Linked DNA regions of Mus musculus: regions 1 and 3 are each linked to region 2. Evidence: chromatin contacts called from public HiChIP or PLAC-seq data. All regions are on one chromosome and are shown on one strand. Each heading gives the region's core, a stretch centred on a gene start, on an enhancer-like site or on the middle of the called end of the contact. The rest is flanking DNA. Distances are from core to core; before and after follow the strand shown.

What was found. HiChIP or PLAC-seq counts read pairs in DNA pulled down with a chosen protein or histone mark.
Region 1: a FOXA1 HiChIP or PLAC-seq map of pancreatic cancer cells shows a contact between it and region 2. The contact joins two enhancer-like sites. A contact is called at or near these places in 3 of 484 Hi-C or Micro-C datasets (DN2 thymocytes, bone marrow-derived macrophages and nephron progenitors) and 1 of 115 datasets of contacts at active chromatin or transcription factors (pancreatic cancer cells).
Region 3: a contact with region 2 is called in an HNF4G HiChIP or PLAC-seq map of pancreatic cancer cells. The contact joins two enhancer-like sites. A contact is called at or near these places in 2 of 15 datasets of contacts at CTCF or cohesin (the NIH/3T3 cell line and large pre-B cells), 4 of 484 Hi-C or Micro-C datasets (the HL-1 cell line, bone marrow-derived macrophages, liver and 1 more), 17 of 115 datasets of contacts at active chromatin or transcription factors (astrocytes, bone marrow-derived macrophages, cardiomyocytes and 14 more) and 1 of 9 other capture datasets (embryonic stem cells).

The regions. Positions count from the first base shown.
Region 1 is chr3:52,139,091-52,141,790 of GRCm38.p6, reverse strand. No RefSeq gene overlaps it. Among named protein-coding and RNA genes, the nearest start is that of Maml3, 35 kb to the right of the region's middle. Within about 2 kb of position 1,435, at least 64 of the 459 cell types and tissues checked have an H3K27ac peak or open chromatin away from gene starts, as enhancers often do. A contact at or near this core is called in pancreatic cancer cells, where this site is marked.
Region 2 is chr3:51,824,475-51,827,174 of GRCm38.p6, reverse strand. The region is part of intron 2 of Maml3 (mastermind like transcriptional coactivator 3); the gene reads left to right. Among named protein-coding and RNA genes, the nearest start is that of Gm46803, 120 kb to the right of the region's middle. Within about 2 kb of position 1,449, at least 14 of the 459 cell types and tissues checked have an H3K27ac peak or open chromatin away from gene starts, as enhancers often do. A contact at or near this core is called in pancreatic cancer cells, where this site is marked.
Region 3 is chr3:52,196,888-52,199,587 of GRCm38.p6, reverse strand. No RefSeq gene overlaps it. Among named protein-coding and RNA genes, the nearest start is that of Gm30074, 18 kb to the right of the region's middle. Within about 2 kb of position 1,432, at least 216 of the 459 cell types and tissues checked have an H3K27ac peak or open chromatin away from gene starts, as enhancers often do. A contact at or near this core is called in pancreatic cancer cells, where this site is marked.

The sequences.
Region 1 (2,700 bases), core at 186-2,685, 310 kb before region 2:
AATTGAGTTATTCCCTGAAGCTATCTCAAGAGAGGAACCATTTTCTTTTCAAAGCAGAGGCACATAATGAATGTAACCCAGGCTGGCCTCTGACTTGTGACCCTCCTCCTTCACTTCTTGGGTGTTGAGGTTAAACGTCTGTACCTCTCAGCCTGGCTGGAGAAGTAGTTCTGAATACCGCCCTTCTTCCTGGAGCGTCCATGTTGGGTCCACACCAACATTGTACTCTGGCCCCTCATATAGTGCAGTCTACAGGTTTTGCATTTCCACACATAAACTGGGGTCGAGCTTAGACTCTTCAGGTTTAACGTGAGTCTAACAGGGCCTTTGCAGACACTCTCTGTACACACAGGACAGATGCAGGACTGGGCAGAAGAGGCCCCACGCATCAAGCACCACCCCGAGGAGATCCAAGTGCTGATTTCTCTTGTAATCTGCAGACATCTTGGCATCACCACTTTTGCCTTTGAACTTCCTGCTGTCTTATCATACTTCCAGAAGGGCTGTCCCTTCATGGAAACCACTAGGTTCCAATATCTCCATTTTCTTCAGCGTGCCTGCCATCACCCTGCGTGGGTTTGGGGGACATGTCAGACTGCACGGAGATTTGAGAGATCTGCCAGTCTACAACAGTAGAAGGCAAAGTCACATTACAGATTAAAGTTCCTGGCAGTTCATCTCCTCCTGTGGTGACCTTTGATGATCCTCAGGAATCACATACCTCCCTTAGATGGGACTACCCACCCTTCGGCTCTCCATCACCTCCCTTCACTTCAGGCGTGAGCACCATCGCCCATGCTGGTCGCTAACTTAGGGTGCATCCCACTGGCCTCCCTCTTTTTGCTGTCTAGATGCCCACTTCCCTCAGGAGCTCTCACAACCATTCTGCCCTGTCTCTAAGCCTCTGACATTGTCTCTAAAGTCTGCGAGGATCAAAACCCAAAATGAGGTTGGGGAGACAGCAAGTAGCAATTACATATGGAGATGTTTGGCATGGAGCTAGGAGCTTCATAGACACCAGCTTTAATACTCAGCACAGTTAGGATGGGTAGGAAGCTCTTGTACTGAACTGTACACAGTGTGTGTGTTGCTCACGGTCTCACGGCTGCTTAGTAGGTAAACTGAGTGCTGTACACAGCCCCGGTCTTTCAACCTCATAGCTGCTCTGCTTTGTCCTCCCATTGTGGCCCAGACTAGGCTTTTTGCTTTGCTCAAGAGTGGGTGTGTGGAATAAATCTGTCGCTATCTCTCAGATACCCTCCGTGACTCGCTGGCCTGTTCATTGTTCTGCAGATAGATCAGCAAGGATAAACCGTGTTTCAACATAAGCGAGTGTTTGCAAAACACCTTTTCCTCCTCTGCTGGGTCTCGCTCAGAGAGAGCTAGATGCTGCCAAGACTGAGGAGCGAGTGCACATGACTCATTCACAGCCTGCCAGGCAGGCTTCGCGGTGGGACTTCACATGTCGGAGGCACGGCGGCAGCTCTGTGATCTGCTGCACAGAGAGCCGGAGGAGGCAGCCCTGCGGAGGTGACAAACTCAGAGTCCACATGCGGGTGCCTGCCTTTACCCTCCCCAAAATACTTCACTGTCATTGTGTAGATAACAGTGACCCCATGGCGAAAGATGGCTCAGAGAGGTCTATTTCTTCTTGAGTTTAACAAATAATCAAACATTGTCATGCTGTGTGTATGTATGTGTGTTCATGTGTGTAGGTACGAATGCATGTGTGTTCATGTGTGTAGGTACGAATGTGTGTGTGCTTGTGTCTATACATATGCATGCATGTCTGTGTTCATATGTGTAGGTACGAATGTGTGTGTGCTTGTGTCTATACGTATGCATGCGTGTCTGTGTTCATGTGTGTAGGTATGAATGCATGTGTGTTCATTTGTGTAGGTACGAATGTGTGTGTGCTCGTGTCTATAGGTATGCATACGTGTTTGTGTTCATGTGTGTAGGTGTGACTGTTCCTCTGTGTAGGTATGAATGTGTGCATGTGTAGAGGCCAGTCGTCAACGTTGGCTGTCTTCCTTAATCATTTCTTCATCTTTTTTTTTTTTGAGACAGAATCTCTCACTGAACTAGCTCACTGCCAGTGAGCTCCAGGAATCATCTCCTCTCTGCCTCCCTAGGGCTGAGATTACAGACCCATGCTGCTGTGGCCTGGTTCTGTGTGGGTGCTGGCCGTCTGGACGCAGGCCCGCATGCTTGCATAATAAGCACTTTACACTGATCTGCTGCCCTCCTAGATTGTTTTAATCTCAAGGGAAAGCTATAGTTGGGTTTTACAAACATTGGGTGGCAGGTTGTGGGGTGGGAGGTGAGTTGGTCGGACACTATCCGGCACACCTAGAATAGGCTTTTCTTCTTTGTTTTTTTTTCCCCCTAGTACTGGGAATAGAACCCAGGGCCTAAGCGATCACTCTGTGACTGTACTGTCTCCAGGCCAGTGACACGTTCTTATTTAGGGTCTGGTCAGAGGATAGCAGCCCAATCCTTCAGTGGCACAGACCCTTCCCCTGCACGGATGGTGATGCCTCCCCACCCATTTGGGTCTGGATCCCCTCAGCACCCCTCACACCGTCTCTCCAACCCTTATCTGTGGGTTTGTTTTTTATCAGACCCTGATTGGGAAAGCCAAGGCCAGCACCCCATGTCCTCAGGACAACGTGTCACCTCTGTTACTGTCTCAGTGAC
Region 2 (2,700 bases), core at 200-2,699:
CAAGTAAGTACCTCCTCTCCACATTCCTCACCTCGGGGTTATAGAGGTGTGAACACCACCCCTTGCCTTTTCTCACATGGATGCTGGGAATTCCAACTCATGTTCCCATGCCTGAGTTGCACACTACATCCCTACAGCCTTTTATTGGTTTCTTAAACACCAACCAGCATGAGACTCTTGTGACGAGACGTTCCGTTCAGGCTCATGGGGGCATGGTGTGGGGAGACTCCCATCTTGTGCAGGAGCAAGCAAGCTTCCCCTTCATTGCCTGTCTCCTTGTCACTGTGGCTTTGCAGGTGCCATGAGTCAAGAGCACATACTGAGACCTCCATCTTTACTGGACTCCTACAGGGGGCACAGTTCTCTAGCCTGTCTTCTTTGATCTCTGAGTGTTTGCCCGCCCCACCTCTGCCCACACTCAACCAACTGTAGAGGAAGCTGACTTCTCTCTCCTTTCTTTTTGGTGTTAACATCGCTAATATCTGTGGCGCCTCCTTGCTTCAGGTCCCATTCATTGTTTAAGTCACAATGCTTCGTTATGCTAATTAACCCTCTTTGATGTTGTCTTTCTGTTGCCTTGTGGTGGTTTTCATTCAGTTTTTTTTCCACTACTAGAATTTAAAATTCAGAACTACATCAACACTGAGAAACCAATTTTCCTCCTTTTTGTGCGTTAGATTTATTGTTGCCTTAAGCATCTGTTAATGTTACGAAACATCATTCAGATATGGTTTATTAGTTGCGGTTTCTTTAGAGTTACAGATTATATCCCCCAATAATAGTAAAGGCTATGACTGTTGATGTGCTAATTCCGAATGGATAGGATGGGGTGCCAGAGTATCCCAGTAGTCCCCGACATTTACAAGTGTAGGGTTGCCTTTTTGAAGGTCCAGGCCTTGCATGGCTGCCCTGTCACTCCAATTCCTTCACCCATTTCATAATTTCACATGCCTCGGACGGGTGGCTTGGAGTCTACCTTACCCTATGTAGAGAGCATCAAGATGGAGCCATCCATTCCCTCTCCTCTCAGCGACGGTTGACGGAGCAGCCATGTTCACCCAGCCTTCCCAGAAGGACTGTGAGCTGGAGGAGAGAGCTGAGGCCCACAAAGGCTTCCCGGCATTGCAGGTGCTTAGCCACACCTTTTCGTCATCAGGATGCACCTTCCCAGAGTCCTCTTCTCTTCTCCCTTTTGAATTGGAACTTCACATACAATCAAAGCCTTAGTCTTTCTGTTGCCGCCTCTAACTAGACCAACCGACAGGCGTCCGGGTTATAGAACATGCTTTGTGCTGGGTGCCTGTTTCCTTTGCTCTTTTCCTTCCCAGGTACTGAAACCTTAGACAAGGGCTTGCCCCCAAACAGGTGCTCAGCGGCAGTTTTGTAGGGATGTATTGATCCTGAAAGACGCAGGCGCCCGTGGAATTCCATTAGCAAACAGGCCCTGACGGAGACAGCACATGGCAGCACACTCGGGCGGAATGCTATGTAAACAGCCCTGAAGGGTGACTCAGAGTTCCTGAGCCTTCATTTGGGATATAACCATTTTTATAAGGCTCTTAGATGAAGAAGCCTATAATTATTTTTCTCATTATGAGTTTATTTTGCATTCCTATGGCCTCATAAAAATTTGTGCTGCCAGATGAATATTAAAACCAGTAATTTCTTCTTTACTAACCTGAGCTAGTCTCCCTGAATCATAGCAGACTTTAGAAGTGTGGAATGTGTGCTTATACACCTTTATAAAGTGGCTACAAAACACAAGGTTTGGGCACTATGAAACATCATATTTTGATTATTTTCCCTTCTTGGTTGAATCTCTTGTGTTTTTAAAAAATACATAATAGAAAAGGCCAGTCTGCTTTGATGCAGGTGTGTGCCTAGGCTGATCAATCTAGTATGTGTGCTGTAAAAGAGGCAGAAAATGAAGAGGGGCCTTTTGGAAATGACTCTAACTGTAAAGCCCTCCTGAAGCCATTTTTCGAGGACAGCTTTCTTTTCTCTGATATATGCATTGATAAAGTTTTTGTTCTGACACCGGTTCATCTCTTTGCCTGAAATGCACTTTATCTTGCGGGAGCTTCATTTGCCCAGACCTCCAGAAGTGTCAGGCCCTGAGATTTATTACCTACCAGCAGGTAGCATGGGATGAGGCTCATATTCAAATAGAAGGAGGACAGGATCACTTAATATATAACACCTGCTCCAGCGACACCCCATTCATCCTCAAACAGCTCTCTTGGAAGCCTCAGCCATCGGAATGTGCCCGTCTCTACTGCTGAAGGCACCTAAGACACAGACTTCCAGGCTCAAATCCATTGTCTCAAATTGAATGTGGATGGAGGTCAGCGATTAAGTAAGCTTGGTTTCCCTTTCTTCTGGGCGAGAGCACATGGATGAGTTAGCAAAAGTTCGGAGGCTGTGGAGGGAGATTGAGAACCGTGACCATATGTCCTAGAGTAAGTCCATGATTCCCCACCTAGGCTAGAGCCAACAAACACAGCAGGCCATCCTACCAGAATAACCGGTGTGACAGCTGCCATCTAGATAAAGCCTAGGTAACCCACATCCGTGGTTCCAGCGTGCAGCACACGAGTGGCCTGGTTCTCTCAAAAGCACCTACTCTAAGTGACATTGCATAGTGATCACTTGAGACGCAAATTTCTTGACCTGGGGACTCTGGTTTGGCACTGCAGTCTT
Region 3 (2,700 bases), core at 183-2,682, 370 kb before region 2:
AGCAGACCTCCCGTCCACCTTTCAGTGGGGTCTGACGTCATGGTGAGTCATCTGCTCCACTACAAAGTCGGGAATCCGAGGGGGCAGTCAAGATGGTCTAAGGAGAAACAGCTGGGGCTCATTGGCCTGTCGCAGACAGGAAGTTAGCACCTCCAGTCTCTGCCCCAGGAGCCACAGTTGGCTTTATCAAACAGGAAGAGACAAGATTAGAATACGGTGGGGCTGAAAAATACAGTCTAGACTGATTGTCCCTGAAGAGTTGTCATCCACACGAGCTTCTGAAAGCCAATTCACAGGAAGGTATCCCAACCCAAGGTGCCAAGTGAGCCCACTGTGCAGGTGTCAGCCACACAGTTGCCATTGGGAAGTAGGAAAACACCAGCTCTGAGCTATGTGGAAGCATGAGTATTGGTCCTGGATGGATGTGACAACTACTGGGGACACTAAGGGTAGGTACCGTCCTTATCTGGCATCAGCCAAGGATGTGGAGATGCAGGATGTGATGTAGAGAGCTACCTCAGTTAGTCTTTGCTTTCAGCAAAATAAGTATCATGTCCCTGGACCTGCAGGTAGTCCACACAGAAGTGAAAGAATTGGGTCTAGTGCATCTGTGGGCAAGGTAAAGCACACCAGGTGGAGGCGCTATGGAGACAGACTCCAAGCTCGCACTTGTAAAGTACCAGGAATCAGAACTGCCTAGGGAAGACAGCCGGATACCAGCAGAACTGGACTTCCTGGTCATGACTGCTGGATCTGACCAAGAGAGTTCTTCGGTTGCTGAATTCCATATTTAAATTTAGCCTGCAAATGAAAAAAAAAAAGCAGCTTTTTACAACTCTAAATAAACTTTCTACTACTGAGAATGGTGATTGAAGCAAAAGTAAAAATAGCTGCTCACACCACGATTTGAGGAAATCTAAATCTGAAACGATCGTGTTTTTTTTTTTTTTTTCCTTATTTGCATGCTACCAAATAAGGACATCGGGGAAGCAATGAGTCACCAAGATTCTAGCATTTACCAGACTGCAACATGAGGGGAACGCATTCCCTAGGATGAGCTCTGTGATTGGCTTTCCCCTCATCCCCGATGTGGACCCTTATACACCTACCTGAAAAAATCGGTCCTGATTTCTTTTCCTAATTCTTATGGCAGTGTTTCAGTGAGTAATATTCATGCTTCAGACTGTCGAACCTGTGGAAATAATGTCCCACATCTGAGGAACAGCTCAACCCTTTCACAGATTTTTCCAACCTCTGTTATCTCGGTCGATCACACTCGATGTGCGCGGAATCTCCAAGGCAGAGCATGCGGCTGTCACCTAGGACATCACTGAACTGTGGATCTTTTTTGCAGAGACGGGTGACTCACCATCCAGGAGGGGGTGGAGGGAGGATGACACAAAGGAAAACGAGATTTAGAGATCTGAGCTCTCTGTTACCGTGTCACATGGTCCCTGCATAAACCAATGTTCTACAAGTGCGGAAGCCCAGCCGAAAGGTTCGGGCACGGCCTGCCCACCCAGTGTTTCCTTCTCCAGCTCTTAGAAGACAGTTTAAAGAGAGCTCCGGAATGTTCTGGTCTTTTGTTTGGAAATTTCGCCTGCTTGTTGACTAGTTGTCTGTGGACCGTGGGGTGGGTCTGTTTGCTTTAAACAGGCTGAACGATGTGTAAGGCATGCCGGCTGCTTTTGTGCCTGGCTTATTTGAAACTGTTTTAGTGTGACACTGGAGGACTTTAAAGGCAACTGTAGCTGTGGTGGGATGTTCTTGCAAGTTGGTACAAGAAAAAAATGTGTCTATTTCTTAGCACATGATCAGTGGTCTGCATCTCCCCTATAATTAATAATAAAAATAATAATAATATCACAGGGTCTTGCAAAGAAATTTGAATTACTGAAGTTTTTTTGGGGGGGAGCCACTTGCCCCCTTTATCAGAAGACTGCCAAACATAGTCCCAAAGATGGAAGACATTCCTTGTTCTTATATCACAGGAGTTCAAACCCTGTATCACAAGAGAAATGGTTTCTGGAGAGTTATGGAGAGCTACAGTCAGTTTTGCATATTATCATAACAAAAAATAACCAATAAAGATACTGCCCCCTTCATTGTATAAAGGAGAAATAAATGAAGGAATTGCCACTGAGCTAGGAAGCCTGTCCGTCCCACCCCCTCAGTTTTCACCCATCTTCCTGCAAGGAAGCTCAATGGCTGCCAGAAAGGAAGAGACCATGGCTGTGAACTGGTCAGGCCAGAGGTTGCTGGGCATCAAAACGGCAAGAGGCAGGTCACAAAGACCAGGATGGGCAAAGCAGATCTTGTCCTGCCTTTATCTCTAATTAGTTGTGTGGCTTTGGATAAGCATTTCACCTCTCTCATCTGTCAAATGACAGGCTGGGACTAAGTTCTCCAATGTCTCCAACAGCTCTGGTAGGATAGCGGTGTGTGTGTGTGTGTGTTGGATTAGATTATTTTATTAAGGATCCATATGAAGGCTGTGAAGAAAAGCTGACTGTTTCTGCAAGCTGCAAAAGAGCAGACTCTGGAGGAGCTATGAAATGATCCACAAGGAATCCCTGCGGTGGGTTGAAAAACTATAGAATTATGGAATTGTGTGTAACACACAATCTGAGTGAGGCTCTCTGAGGCCATACAAAATGGGACACGCTAAAGCAAAGAACCCAGGCTTTTGAAGCCAGCCTA